Linked DNA regions of Gossypium hirsutum: region 2 is linked to region 1. A link is a contact called in public Hi-C data. All regions are on one chromosome and are shown on one strand. The core of a region is the stretch at or near the end of the contact, and the rest is flanking DNA. Distances in the headings are between cores, read along the strand shown. Region 1 holds the start of LOC107915573 (NADH dehydrogenase [ubiquinone] 1 beta subcomplex subunit 10-B). Region 2 holds the start of LOC107933318 (cleavage stimulating factor 64).

Evidence for each region. Hi-C and Micro-C count contacts between places; a contact is called where the count stands out from the background.
Region 2: a contact with region 1 is called in a Hi-C map of leaf, with 4 times the contacts expected there. The contact joins the promoter of LOC107933318 here to the promoter of LOC107915573 in region 1. A contact is called at or near these places in 7 of 34 Hi-C or Micro-C datasets (callus, leaf and petal).

What each region holds. Positions count from the first base shown.
Region 1 is chrA08:57,280,429-57,287,157 of Gossypium_hirsutum_v2.1, reverse strand. LOC107915573 (NADH dehydrogenase [ubiquinone] 1 beta subcomplex subunit 10-B) reads left to right here and starts at 5,165. Exons shown (of 3, transcript XM_016844744.2): 1 at 5,165-5,514; 2 at 5,872-5,926. The coding sequence starts at 5,226. The coding sequence ends at 5,903.
Region 2 is chrA08:57,867,400-57,873,447 of Gossypium_hirsutum_v2.1, reverse strand. It overlaps LOC107933318 (cleavage stimulating factor 64), which reads right to left and starts at 4,611. Exons shown (of 7, transcript XM_041074700.1): 1 at 4,380-4,611; 2 at 4,168-4,245; 3 at 3,647-3,688; 4 at 2,986-3,564; 5 at 2,801-2,899; 6 at 1,533-1,715; 7 at 991-1,424. The coding sequence starts at 4,472. The coding sequence ends at 1,299.

The DNA of each region.
Region 1 (6,729 bases), core at 3,916-6,415:
AATTTCATCTTTCTTTGAAGGACTGTCATAAGACAATAGAAGAAAGAGAAAACATTTAAAAGATTCTTTATGCTTCTATAGTAGGAAATCTCATGTATGCCATATTATATGCATGTCTAGATATCTATTTTGTTGTAAGTTTAGTGAGTCGATATCAAGCAAATCCCGGTCCAAGACACTAGCAAGTAGTTAATCATATACTAAAGTATTTATGAAGAATTGGGGACTTTAAACTCGTGTATTCCGGAAGAGATCTTACTCCTATCGGCTATACTGATTTAGACTTCCAAACACGTTGGGATTTGAGAAAATCGACATTGGGCTGTGCCTTTGTCCTAAGCGAGGGGTTTGTAGTTTGAATAAAATTATTAGTACAAGTTCAAATATGAATTGTTTATAGACTAAAATTAAACTATCAATTAAACTAACTAATTTAATTTTCTTCCTTGTTGTTTTAGAAAATGTAAATGATAAAACAATGGTTGATTGATTCGTTAATCACAAATTGAGTTAATAAATCTATATCGATTATAATGAATGTCACTCTTAACTAGGAATCTTCTCTTGATCTCATCCTAAACTAAAAGATGCCACCTAGTTTCTCCTCTTGGTCTCACCTAAGGATATAGATCTTCTCTAGGTTTCACTATTCGACAAAATTATATCGAACTATCTAAGGATAAACTCTCCCCTCGGTTTCATTTATCTAGATTTTCCACTAGAGGCATCAATTATAGAGTATTAAGCATTTTGATATAGTCGAACAATCAATTAATCAAACATAAACATAAACTTAAACTAGCAAATAACTGATCAACCAACCATAAACAAATTTAGCCCATAATCAAGCTTAAATTCCAAACAAGCATTTTATCAAACATATGAGAGGTATAAATACAGGTGAAAGGTTTAAGAAAATGCTCATTCAATTTATTGGAATTTATGAAGCCCAAGAGTTTGATCCTTTCCCTTTTACACAGTATTCAACAAGAAGAAAAATATAAAACAACAAAAAGAATATCTACTCTAAAAAGAAAAGAGAAAATCTAATTTAAAAAAGAAAAAGAAAAGAAAAGAAAAGGAAACCAAAGGACAGTTGTTCAACCATAAAAAACTGAAATCAAAGGCTTATAAAGTTGTATTTGTAGCCTACAAGCATTTAACCTAAATTGACCATTATACCCTTAAATGAAAAAAATAGACTTAAGCTTGTTAAAGATAAAATTGTCCTTATGGTTTTTCACATGTCATGTAGTGGTATAACGATACCCATAGCAGTCTTGAAATTGGGGGGATTTGAGTGTCTTGGTATCGCTATACCAATGTATATGGCCTCAATTTTCCTCATTTCAACACTGTTAAGGGTATTCCGACTTCCGTGCTTCGACATCACAATACCTACCTTCTAAGTGATATTTTCTTTATATTCGAGCCAACATCAACTCCCTACAACACTCAATCAAAATTTTAGGTTTCCCACGGCACTGTTTGGCCAATTTGAGTCTAAAAAAAGTGCAAAACAAAACAAAAAAATTATTAACAGTTGAAACTAAAATTGATAAAAAAATATAAAAATACTTAAATTGCTCACGAATAAGCTCTTCAAGTGTATTGGAGAGCCTAAGTTGGCTATCAAATTATGATAAATTAGTATAGTTAAGGTGTGCTTGAAAACTCATCCGAGATTCCCAATAGTAGGGCAACTTTGCAGGCTTTGGACAAATGAAGGAGAGAAAGCGCACCCAGCTAGACATATTCTTTACTGACATGTCAAGGAAAACACACCCAATTGGATGCATTTCTTCAAAAATATCATAAAAAATGTTTAGCTAGGTGCGCTTTCCCTGACAGGTCATCTGGGCACACTTTCTCTTCTCCACTTGTCCAAAACCTATGAAGATACCTTGTGCCTGAGAATCCTGGGTAAGTTTTCAAACATGCCTCGAACATACATTATTATTCGATGAAAACAGGCCTAAGACGATGCATTTTTAATGTATCCCTCCCTTTGTCCATTTTTTTCTATTAAACTACCCACCATTCCCACCGAAGTATTCAATACTCAAACACCAGCAAATTATGTTTGTTAAAGAGTTGCATTTCGAGTTTCATCTCCTATTTCTTTAAATAACCATCTAAAGATTATTTTTTTCTAAATATTTATTTCATTTTAAATTGAGAACCTAATTATTGTAGGGGAGGAGATAAGTTGATAAGTCAAATCTGTAATTTATTACAACGATCAAATTTGCAATATGGATGTCGGGGTTGTATTTGTAGGAGCCCAATCAACAGACTTGGCTTTCAATTATAGCATTAAATTTATGAGCTACGAACAAGAATGAGGAGGAAAATGGGGGGTTCAAGACAGAGAGGAATTTTGAGCTTGAAATGTAGATATTTGGCTTTACTAGACCCTTTTAAGTATGAGCTCTTTAACATGAAAGGCAAGATAAAGATCAAAGCAGTGTTGGATTCATATTGCTCAAGTGGAAATGTTATACTTTAGTTATATGTCAAATTTTTCGAGGTTGATAAAGTAGTATTTTCATCAATATACACTTGTAATTTTTCAATTAGATTGCTTAACAGAACAAATTCATTAATTAATATTAATATACTTTGTATTATTGTCCTTAAATGGTTTTTGCACACAAAGTAGAATGGAAGCAAATGTTGCTCATTGGTTGTCTAATGTTTAACTAGTATTTAGTGATATTACGTGGTTGAATCGTAATACAAAAAGACAACTAGTATTAGTAGACGAACCTAAACATGTCGTTAGTCAAATAAAAAATGAGCAAACCAATTGAAAGACTAATATGTCTTCTATCATGCCCAAAGGGGGAGATACCTTGTCTTTGGCATTGGAGCAAATGACTCCTAGAAGATGAAGACATAGATATGATTGATTGGACTGATAGTACATCATATAGGACCCAAGCAGAATAGATCCTGAATCTGTTTACGGATTTATTCACTTAAGACATTCATAGTGTACCATACCTAAATCCTGAGTGGATAGCGGACTATGTATGGGTGACTCGTACACTTTGATGTAAGTAAAAGCCTAAGTTCAAATAGATAAGGAACCCAAAACTGGTGTGTTGGGTGTACGACTTCTGTAGTATGTAGTGCCATTCACAGCAGCGGAATTCATAGCCCAAAACATGGTTAAATAATATCCTCTCATTGGTATTTCATGGTTGGTGAAAAGTAAACATGGCCATGAGTCATCTGTCTTTGTGATGGATGACTTGATCACTAATTGATAGTGATTGACTTTTCATGAAGGAAGATGTCATGGTTACCATAAGATAAAAAAGGATAATATTAGGAGTGGATATTATCCCAAAGAGATCAATGATATCTTATGAGGGTAACACACTAATGACAAGGTCATTGGACGAGCACTAAGTAGTTGTTGTCATAATGGTATGTCGTTGGGGAAAGCTCAGTCACGATACTATAGTGGAATGACTTCGTGACTAAATGAGTTTATAATTAATAGGCGAAAAGTCAAGACCTATTTCTAAATCATTTGAGCCTCAACTTCACATGTCTAATTGATCCCTCACTAGCTCATTGAAACCAAAAATGAATTGTATGTTTGAATAAAAATGAACAGAATGAATAGAAAAAGAGAAATGAGAAACATTTAAGAATGATTATGGTTTTCTCCAAAATGGAGAAATAGAATCATTTGGAAATGAATGTAGGTTTCCAAAAATGGAAATGGAAATGAAAATAGAAATTTGCAATCATATATCAGATTACTTAAATAATAGAAGAACGAGTTTATGTTTTTGGACTGTTTTGAAGCCTAAAAATGAAAATAAACCATTCGGTCATAATGAACAAGTTAAGTTGTGACATATTGAACGAAATTTCTCCAAATTTTATCTAGGGTAAAATTGTCAAAATTTTATTGGAGTAAAATTGGGATGAAAAAATTATTTAATATGTAAATATTAAAGTTTATTTTATGAAATAGAATAACTGAACTGGGTTAGATCACATTACAGAATACTGGGTCAAAAAGGCTCAAGAAGTGCTCGTAATTGGACCTGATGTGAAAGAGGCCCAAAACCCCTCATATAACATGAAGGAGGCAACAACCCCTTTAGAAATATAAGGGTGAGTCATTCACCCCTCTCCTACTCTTAGTAGAATGTTGTTTTTCTATTTAAAATAAACTTTATCATACAATATACTTTTCAAAATTATAAAAACTAAACCTTTATTCGTTAAACTAGCTTAAATATAGTATACCATAACATACAATCACTACTTTAATATCGACTACAACTTACCTATGCATCCCATGAAAATGCACACTAGTATTTTAGTATACTACTTATGTAAATTGAAAACAATAAAAATTAAAAACTAATTAAGAATTAAATTTATATATAATATATTAAAAATTTTAACTTATATGCTAATTGAGTTAAAACTCAATCAACAAATTATTATATATTAATTTTTATTATTTATGACATTTAATATTAAAATTTTAATCATATTATTTTTAACAAATTTAATTTTAAACAAAACTTAAATACAATAGATGAGACTCACGTCATTATTAAAGTCAACCTAATAGTGATATGAGAAGAATTAATTTAGAGCTAAAATTTACCTTAATTATTTCAATATTTTGCTTTATATATATATATTGTAGATATTAGATATATGTAGTATTTTTTCTTTACTCTCAAATTAAATAAAAAATCATTTTAGTTATATATATCTATATTATGTATAAAATGATTGATTGAGTTAGTACCACGAATTTAACTTGAAATTAACTCAATTGTAAAATTATTAGGGTAATTAAAATTATTATAAGAATAAATTTATCTTTTCACACTTCTTTATAGTTTTTAAATAAAATAATTAAAATATATTATTTGAGAATCGAATACAAAATTAATAAATTTATATAAAATTTATTGTCATTTCACCAATAATTATTTATTAAAATAATTTTATAATAATATAAAATATTTTCTTTCCTCCATGTCATGAACTTAGAAAACTTCTGAACAGTAAAGAGTTGGGTGGAAGAACTTATCATGTTTTAAGCCCAACATAAATAAAACAACTCCGCAAAAAATAATTATGTTTAAGCCCAACAAGAAAATCCCAAACCCCAAATACGAGACTTAAAATCCCCCGCAAATCTGGAGGAAGCACAGCGCAAAACAAGAGCATAGAGAGAGATGGGGAGAAAGAAGGGAGTGCTAGAGTTCGAAGAAACCGGGCCAGATGACTTCGACCCGGCCAACCCCTACCAAGACCCAGTTGCCATGCTGGAAATGAGGGAGCATATAGTTCGAGAGAAATGGATAGACATTGAGAAGGCGAAGATCTTACGAGACAAAGTCAGGTGGTGTTACCGCATCGAAGGAGTCAACCATCTCCAGAAGTGCCGCCACCTCGTTAGCCAGTACCTTGACGCCACCCGCGGCATTGGTTGGGGCAAGGATGGCCGCCATCCGTCCCTCCACGGTCCTAATCTTTTTTATTTTAAATATATGCTACTTTTATTTTCTTTATTTTATTTAAGCTCGATTGATTGTTAATTTTATTACTCGCTATTTTACTTCCTGAATAAATTTGAAAAAAAAAAGATGAATAATTTTCGCCTATTTAGCTCGTTTTCAATTGATTTTTTTTTTCGTTTACTACTTCCTTTTAATTTTAACAAGGTTTTAGGAAGTCAAAAGCAACGCTAGGGGTAAAAGTAACGAAACGATTGAATGTTAAACCATTATTTTATTTGTTTTGGAATGAGTCAACATTGTTGTTTGGGGGAGGGAATGTCTGAACTGTATTGATCATTGTGTTTAATGATTTCGGATATAGGTCCGAAGGTTGAGGAGGTTGAGTCAGAATGAGTGGCTGCATTCAGCTAAGGAAGGTAATCTGAGGCCCTAATTCGTTCTTTATATTATCTATTGAACCTTCTTTTTACCATTGTCTTGATCAAATTATTTCTTACTATATTGTTGTTTGTGAAACTGTTTGGCTGAATTATGGGATTTGTGTAAAGAAAAAGCCTAAACCTACTTAGCTGAATCGTGCGACAAGTATATGCAAAGGAATGATTTATGTGGTGGCAAAAGCCCTTAGGAAATAACCAAATTTAGATGTTTTCTTGTTTCTTAATCATCTTTGTGAGCGATGACTGTTCTGAATTCGGATCTACTTTGAGAAAAAGAGAACTGCAAACTGGCTTATTGAGACTCTTGTAATATTGACTATTAAGGGGCTATTCAGTGTGAGGCTACTACAACTACAGAGATGTTCATTCACTTAAACATGATAGCGTAGTTTTATTAATAAGTCATTTTGCTTTTGGTGGGATTGGGGATTTAAGGACTCCTGCAATGAGCTTATGTAATCAGTTAGGTGCAAACTGTAAGAATCTTTAATCATCTGGTAGTAGGACCAATGCATTATTAAGTATTAGGCCATTGAACCAAATAAGCTCATAAGTCAGAAACCTTAAGTCTCTTCTTATTACTTTTCAAGGTTAGTGAGCTCCAAATATTTAATGTAATCTTTGGGGGAACATCACATGGGTGTGATAACTGTGCATGCAATTGGAATGGCTTCAATATACGTGATGTGTGCACTAGGTGCAGTAAATACATCTAGCAGGTTTGAGCAAATTATTCGGGAATCATTTTCAAGAAAGTTCAAGCTGCGATACTGTTCAGT
Region 2 (6,048 bases), core at 3,362-5,861, 590 kb before region 1:
AAATTGATAAAATAATTAAAATTTTATGGAATTTGTGTAATTTTTGAATAATTATGGACTGCCCTAGCATAAGAATAAATTCAGCTAATTTGGGAAATTGTAAAATTTTGTTAAATTTGGAATCTCGGGTTCAGGGACTAATTTGTGAGAAATGTAAAAGTTTAGGGAAAATGTGTAAATAATAAAAACTTAAGGGTCTCATGCATTGAATTGAGTTTGAAATGTATGTGAATTCAATAAATTGAATTGAATTACTATATAGATCAAGAAACGAGTCAAAAAGACAATAATTGAGGAAAGGGGAAATTTACGGAGTAACCCTTGCGTTTTAACTGGAAGTGATCATAGGTAAGTTCATAGTGTTTTGATATGTAAATATAAATTTCTTGTTGTTATGTCATTTTTATCTAGTTAGTTGTGTATATGTTTATGATATTTTATTTGTTACCTATATGATATCGATTATTGCAATTGAGTACATATGAAAATGAACAGTTTATGGTAGCAAATCTTGTGATTGCACATTATTGACATTTATACATTGAATTTATAGTGGCTTGTGAACTTGTAAATTGTCTATTTGAATATTTATTTCAATTAATTTAAGTTAATTTGATGTTTAAACCATGAGCTTACCAAATTTCTTTAGTTTACTTCTTTTATTTTTGTTCTTTTGTAGTTGCCAAATTTGCGGACTGGCAGTATGGATCGACTGGAAGCTTACAGTATTCAACTATTTTTAAGTTGTGAATTTTTAAAATGTTATGTTATGATGATATATCTAGTTAAATAGTTGGTTTTGGATGTGTATCTGTTTTAGGTTAGGTTAATCCTTAAGGCCAAGAAATTGGTCTCAAACTGTTTTGAGGGTCCTGTCTGCTCAATTTGATCTTAGATTGTTCTCAAATTGTTTTTAGGGCCATATATGCTCGATTTAAGGCCTATTTGTGTATGTATGCCAGGAATTAAATTATTTGGCAAATGCTAGTGTTTAGTTAAAATTTGTCTGCTGAATAGTTAAATGTTCTATTTTGCTTGGTAACACTCCATAACTCTAATCCGACAACAGAGATGGAATAGGGGTGTTACACATCTTTAATATGTCAACTTACAACGCTAGAAAGAAAACAAGAGCCTGTAAATCAATCTCTCTATATCTATAAACCTTCAAATAAATATCTAAGGCTCGCAAAGGTTTGGCAGCAAATGCTAAATGCAAGCTAAACAACTCCTTCAGTCTGGATTGATCATGTCGGGGGGGGGGGGAAGAGATTAATCTTTTCTGCTACTAGACCACCTCATTGGCGAAGAATCTGCTGGAGCTGAAGTACTTGATTCCTTTGCTCTGGAGGCAAGAGATTAATTTGTTCTGGAGTGAGGCTCATTACCTGCTGCAGTAGTGCCTTCTCCATCTCAGGAGTCAACTATAATTAGCCAATAGGAAAAACCAATTAGTTAGTACATCAACTTCAGCTATTGATGGTTAATCTTTGCTCAATATTAAACTCATAGTTTGGAATTTGGATAATCACCGATGCAGGCCGAGGGGGCTGATTTCCAGAACCCATCTGATTGGGAACCAATACTGAGGGTCCTTGAAGCTGTGTTAGTGTTGAATTATCTGGTTGGCTTGACATCCAAGAAGATCCTCTATCAGCCTGCATTGAACCTCGAACTTGGTTGCTAAAGTCAGATCCTAAATGTAAGCCTCCTGCCTGAAAGAATAACCGGTGCACATACCAAAAATGTTGTCAAGTAAGCAATAGACATTTCCTACAAGCTATTCCATGCGACATGGTACTTTTTTGCACTAAATATAGAAAATCAAGTTTTGGAGATTTTAAACTCTCGTTAAGTTCTGTGTCGCTTACTCTTTACTAAAAAATACATCATATTTGATTGACAAAAAATAACTTTAAAGTGTCACACAAATTCAAATATCAGCTCCATAGAAAACTAAATCATGCATAATTATCATGAAACTATTAGCATTTACTTCTTAAGAAATATATATATGATATGTGTCACTATGTGTGCGTGCGTGCATCTAAAAGGCCTTCTTCGCTTACCTTTCGCTTTTGGAAGGAAAAGGTAAGGAAAAAGAATAAGTAAAATAAGTTAACTACTACCTACAACCGCAACATCAAGTACTGAATGAGCTAGACAATGAAGAGCCATCTTGATTTCATGATTAGAATAATTTGAATCAAAGTCATTGGATTACAAGTTGCAATTGAGTGCTAGAAATATTTCTCCTCACTGACTTGATTAAAATGCATCGAGGTACCTCAGGCAATCACCTTTCTTTACATTGAATTACAACAAGTTGGAATTGAGTGCTATTGCAATCACAGTTGCATGCATTTCTAATTACCAATTATATTACTATCTTCACGTGCAAGGATTATAATGAAAAAATAAAGATTTCCACAATTTTAATGTGGCACAAACCCAAATAGTTAAGGTGAATTAATGAGGCAAATGTTGTCCTACTTTTTCAGATACATAGAAAGGAATCCACTATTTTTATTTCATTGAACTTCAAAGCATAAACTAGTCAACCAATCACCTAGCAGAAGGGAGATCTAAATTGACATATTCCCTTGCGCCTGATAAAATGTAATTGAATCTATTCTAAATGCAAGGTAGACCATGGAGTGCTTAGAATTATCCACTTAATTTATGGCCACTAAGCATAAATAAAAAACATGAGCTTATTTTTATAATCAGCCACGAAAGATAAAGAATGCTTGCTAAGTGGTCAAACCAATACAAATCAACAACTAAATTATGCACATACTTGATTTTGATACATTGGTTGAGGTGGCAGCTGATTTGAGTGTGGTGGCTGTCCTTGTGGAAAAGAAGGTCCAAGGCCAGAAGGTGGTTTATTACTTGACTGGACAATTCAAAAATAAAAGGAATTATTGCAGAATATGTTACTAGGGAGAACCCAAGGCTTCCAAAATTCAACTTCTGACTTACATGGAATATAGGCTGTGAAAGATGCTGGGGAGCACCAGGATGCTGGAAACCAACATTAGGACCCATTTGGGGGGTATACTGATGATGTAAAGTTGGCAGTGTAGGTGGTCTAGCCTGTTGCGGCATTGGTGGCTGGAGAGGCATATGAGGAATTCCAGTTGTCTGCAAAGACTGCTGCAACTGGCCAGAGGCCATTGGCATGTGTGTTTGTTGATGATGATGGGGCTGTGAAGATGAGTGAAGAGGAACTGGAGGTACATTTGGCAGTTGAGATGATTGTGGAAGGGACATCGGAGGATTCAGATGCCCCTTCATCTGCTGTGGTGTCTGAAGGGAATGTGACAGCGTGCGTTGGGACTGAATGCTGGCTGGAGGAACAGCAGCAGCTGAGATATGTGCCCCAGCTTGGTTTTGGTGCTGTTTCCTTAAAGGAGGTTGGGTCTGAGATGGAGCCACTTGGTCCTGCAACCCGGGTTGACTTGGCAATGATTTTGCTGGCTGGATGTTTGGCATTGGAGGAGGTTGTGCTGATTGCTGACACTGAGATTGCTGCGATGTAGGTGGCTGAATGGTAGGAATCTAAACACAAACAAAGTTTCAAAACACAGGCACAGTCCCCAACATAAAAATTTCAAGACAACTTCACATAAGTAAAAAAAACATACCACTTGAGGGGCTTAACCATTCCAACCATAATCTGAGCCTGGAGTAAAAAAAAAAAAAAAAAAAAAGAAAGAAAAAAAGACCTGTTCAGGCATGGAAGCTCCAAAAGATTTTCAACAGTACACCATCTAAAAACATGAATTTAAAAGCAAAAGGAGGGCTATTACAGCATTACAACTAATCCACCAAGAAAGATAAAGAACTACAGGCATCCCTTAAATACAAAAGCAACTTCAGAAACCTAATTGACCATACAAAGGTTCTTGAATACAACCGTATTCAGTGCCAAGTTGCTCGGGTTCTTAGTGACTAGCTACTCTAAACAACTATACCAAAATTTCATGCAATTCTCACAGTTATAGCAACGGACAATTCATTCGAACCAACATATAATCGCAACGTGTAATTATTATCGGTATCAGAATAAAAACTTTTCAAAGAATGGAGAATAAATCGGAAAGGGAAACGAAGAGAGCTTTAAAGAAAACTGAAAAAGAAAATAGAGAAGAAAAGAAAAACCTGGAATAGGGCTTTAGTCAAGAGAGGGTTTTGAATAAGGATCTCTTTCGCTTGTTGCTGGTTTTGTTCTATAAGCGTCTGCATATAGACAAAAAACGATCAACTAAAAACTAGTAATTAAATTACCAATTATATTTGATGGCGAAGGAACTGGCGTTTGGAACAAAGGAAAAAGAAATGAAATAGAAAATTGAAAGTGAGAGTGAGAGTGCCTTCATCTGGGACATGATCTCGTAAAGTTGATTCTTCGACATTCCAGCGAAGCTGGCTGGCAAGCCCTCGCCGCCGATCTGCTTTCCCGCCATTATCTATGTCGAGATTGAAGTGCAGTTTCAGGCTATTGTTGTGTTGGGGCTTTTATAGCAAAGCTGTTTTGAAAGGCCTGAGCCCGGCAACTGCATTTGGGCATTTTTATAAGAGCGCTATTAGGGATCCAACTCCATTCCTCGCACGTTTTCTTTTCATCCGTTAATATATATTTCGGTGGAGTTGTGCCGTAGGCTTGAAAATAAAATTACCCAATTAACCTCTTGTAAGTTAATATTAAACTAAATATTAAAATTGGGGGGGGGGGGAGAATAGTTAGATATTAAAATTTTGGGTAAACTATTAAAATAATTATTTTTATTTACCTCATGTTATATTTTAGTCATTTATTTTTAAAATGTTACATTTTAGTCACTTACGTTAACGTGTTGTAACATTTTAATCACTAAGTCATTAATTGTTGTTAACGGTGTAACTGTAAGCTGACTTGGCACGTTAAGTCATCATTTCAAACAAAAATTTTAGATTAAATTATACAATTAATCCCCATATTTTTTTGTTTTGAGCAATTTAATTTTTTTTCTTTTATGTTTTTTTAACTTTCCTTTTTTTCTTTATTTTTCATTTTCTTTTGCTCCTACCTATGTTTTCCTCCCTTCTCCATCTCTTTTAACGTATTTTTTTTATATTTTCTATTTGTTAAAACTTTTTTATGTTTATGAAAAAAAAGGCGAAAGCTAAAACGAAAATAAAACTTACATCGCATATTCTCACCCCACAATTACAAACCTTCATCATCCATCATCACTTTAACAAACCAATTTGGATCTCTCAATGGCCTAGTCCACAAGCTCACCTCACTCAAAGACCTCGCTAGTCGTGACTTATAGCAGTCCACCCTCAACAAAGTTTCTCGAGCTCATTCCCTTAACCTCCTGACCAACCCCCACAACCACCATATCTATCTTACCTACAACATTCTTGTCCTCTTGAAACTACATTGCTTCACGGATTCTTCAAACGAGCTCTACACTCTCAATAACTAAAACGACCACGGTATGAATCTTACCCTCAAATTTACCCAAACCAATTTGGTTTCATGCTCACTTTCTCTCTTCGCTTCATCCATGCTCGGCTTCCTATCAAATTTGCTTAGGAATATCCAAGAAGTTTTAGATCAATTTTATTATTTGCTTAATTTTATTCATCAAAAAAGAAAAGGAAATGGATAATCTACATGATTCTGTAAAATTTTAGAAACAGAAAAAATTTGTTTTGAATATAAAGAATTAAATTTAAGTTTAGATTTGATTAAGGATATGGTTATTTATATTGATTAGTTAGATCCAATTTTAGTTTCAAAATTAGGTTATTCTAATCGAGATTTGATTAAGAATGATTGATATTCGGTTTTGAGTGAAATGCAATTTAGGAATCATGTGAAAGAAACAAAAACTTGGTTTATTTGGTGGGTAAAGATTATGTTTCTGCATTGAAGAATATGAGAAGAGAGAAAAATAAATGGGAAGAATAAAAGAAAAAAGAAAAAAGAATTAAATTATTCAAAAAATAAAATATAGAGACTAGTTTAACAAATGAAAAATATAGAAAAAC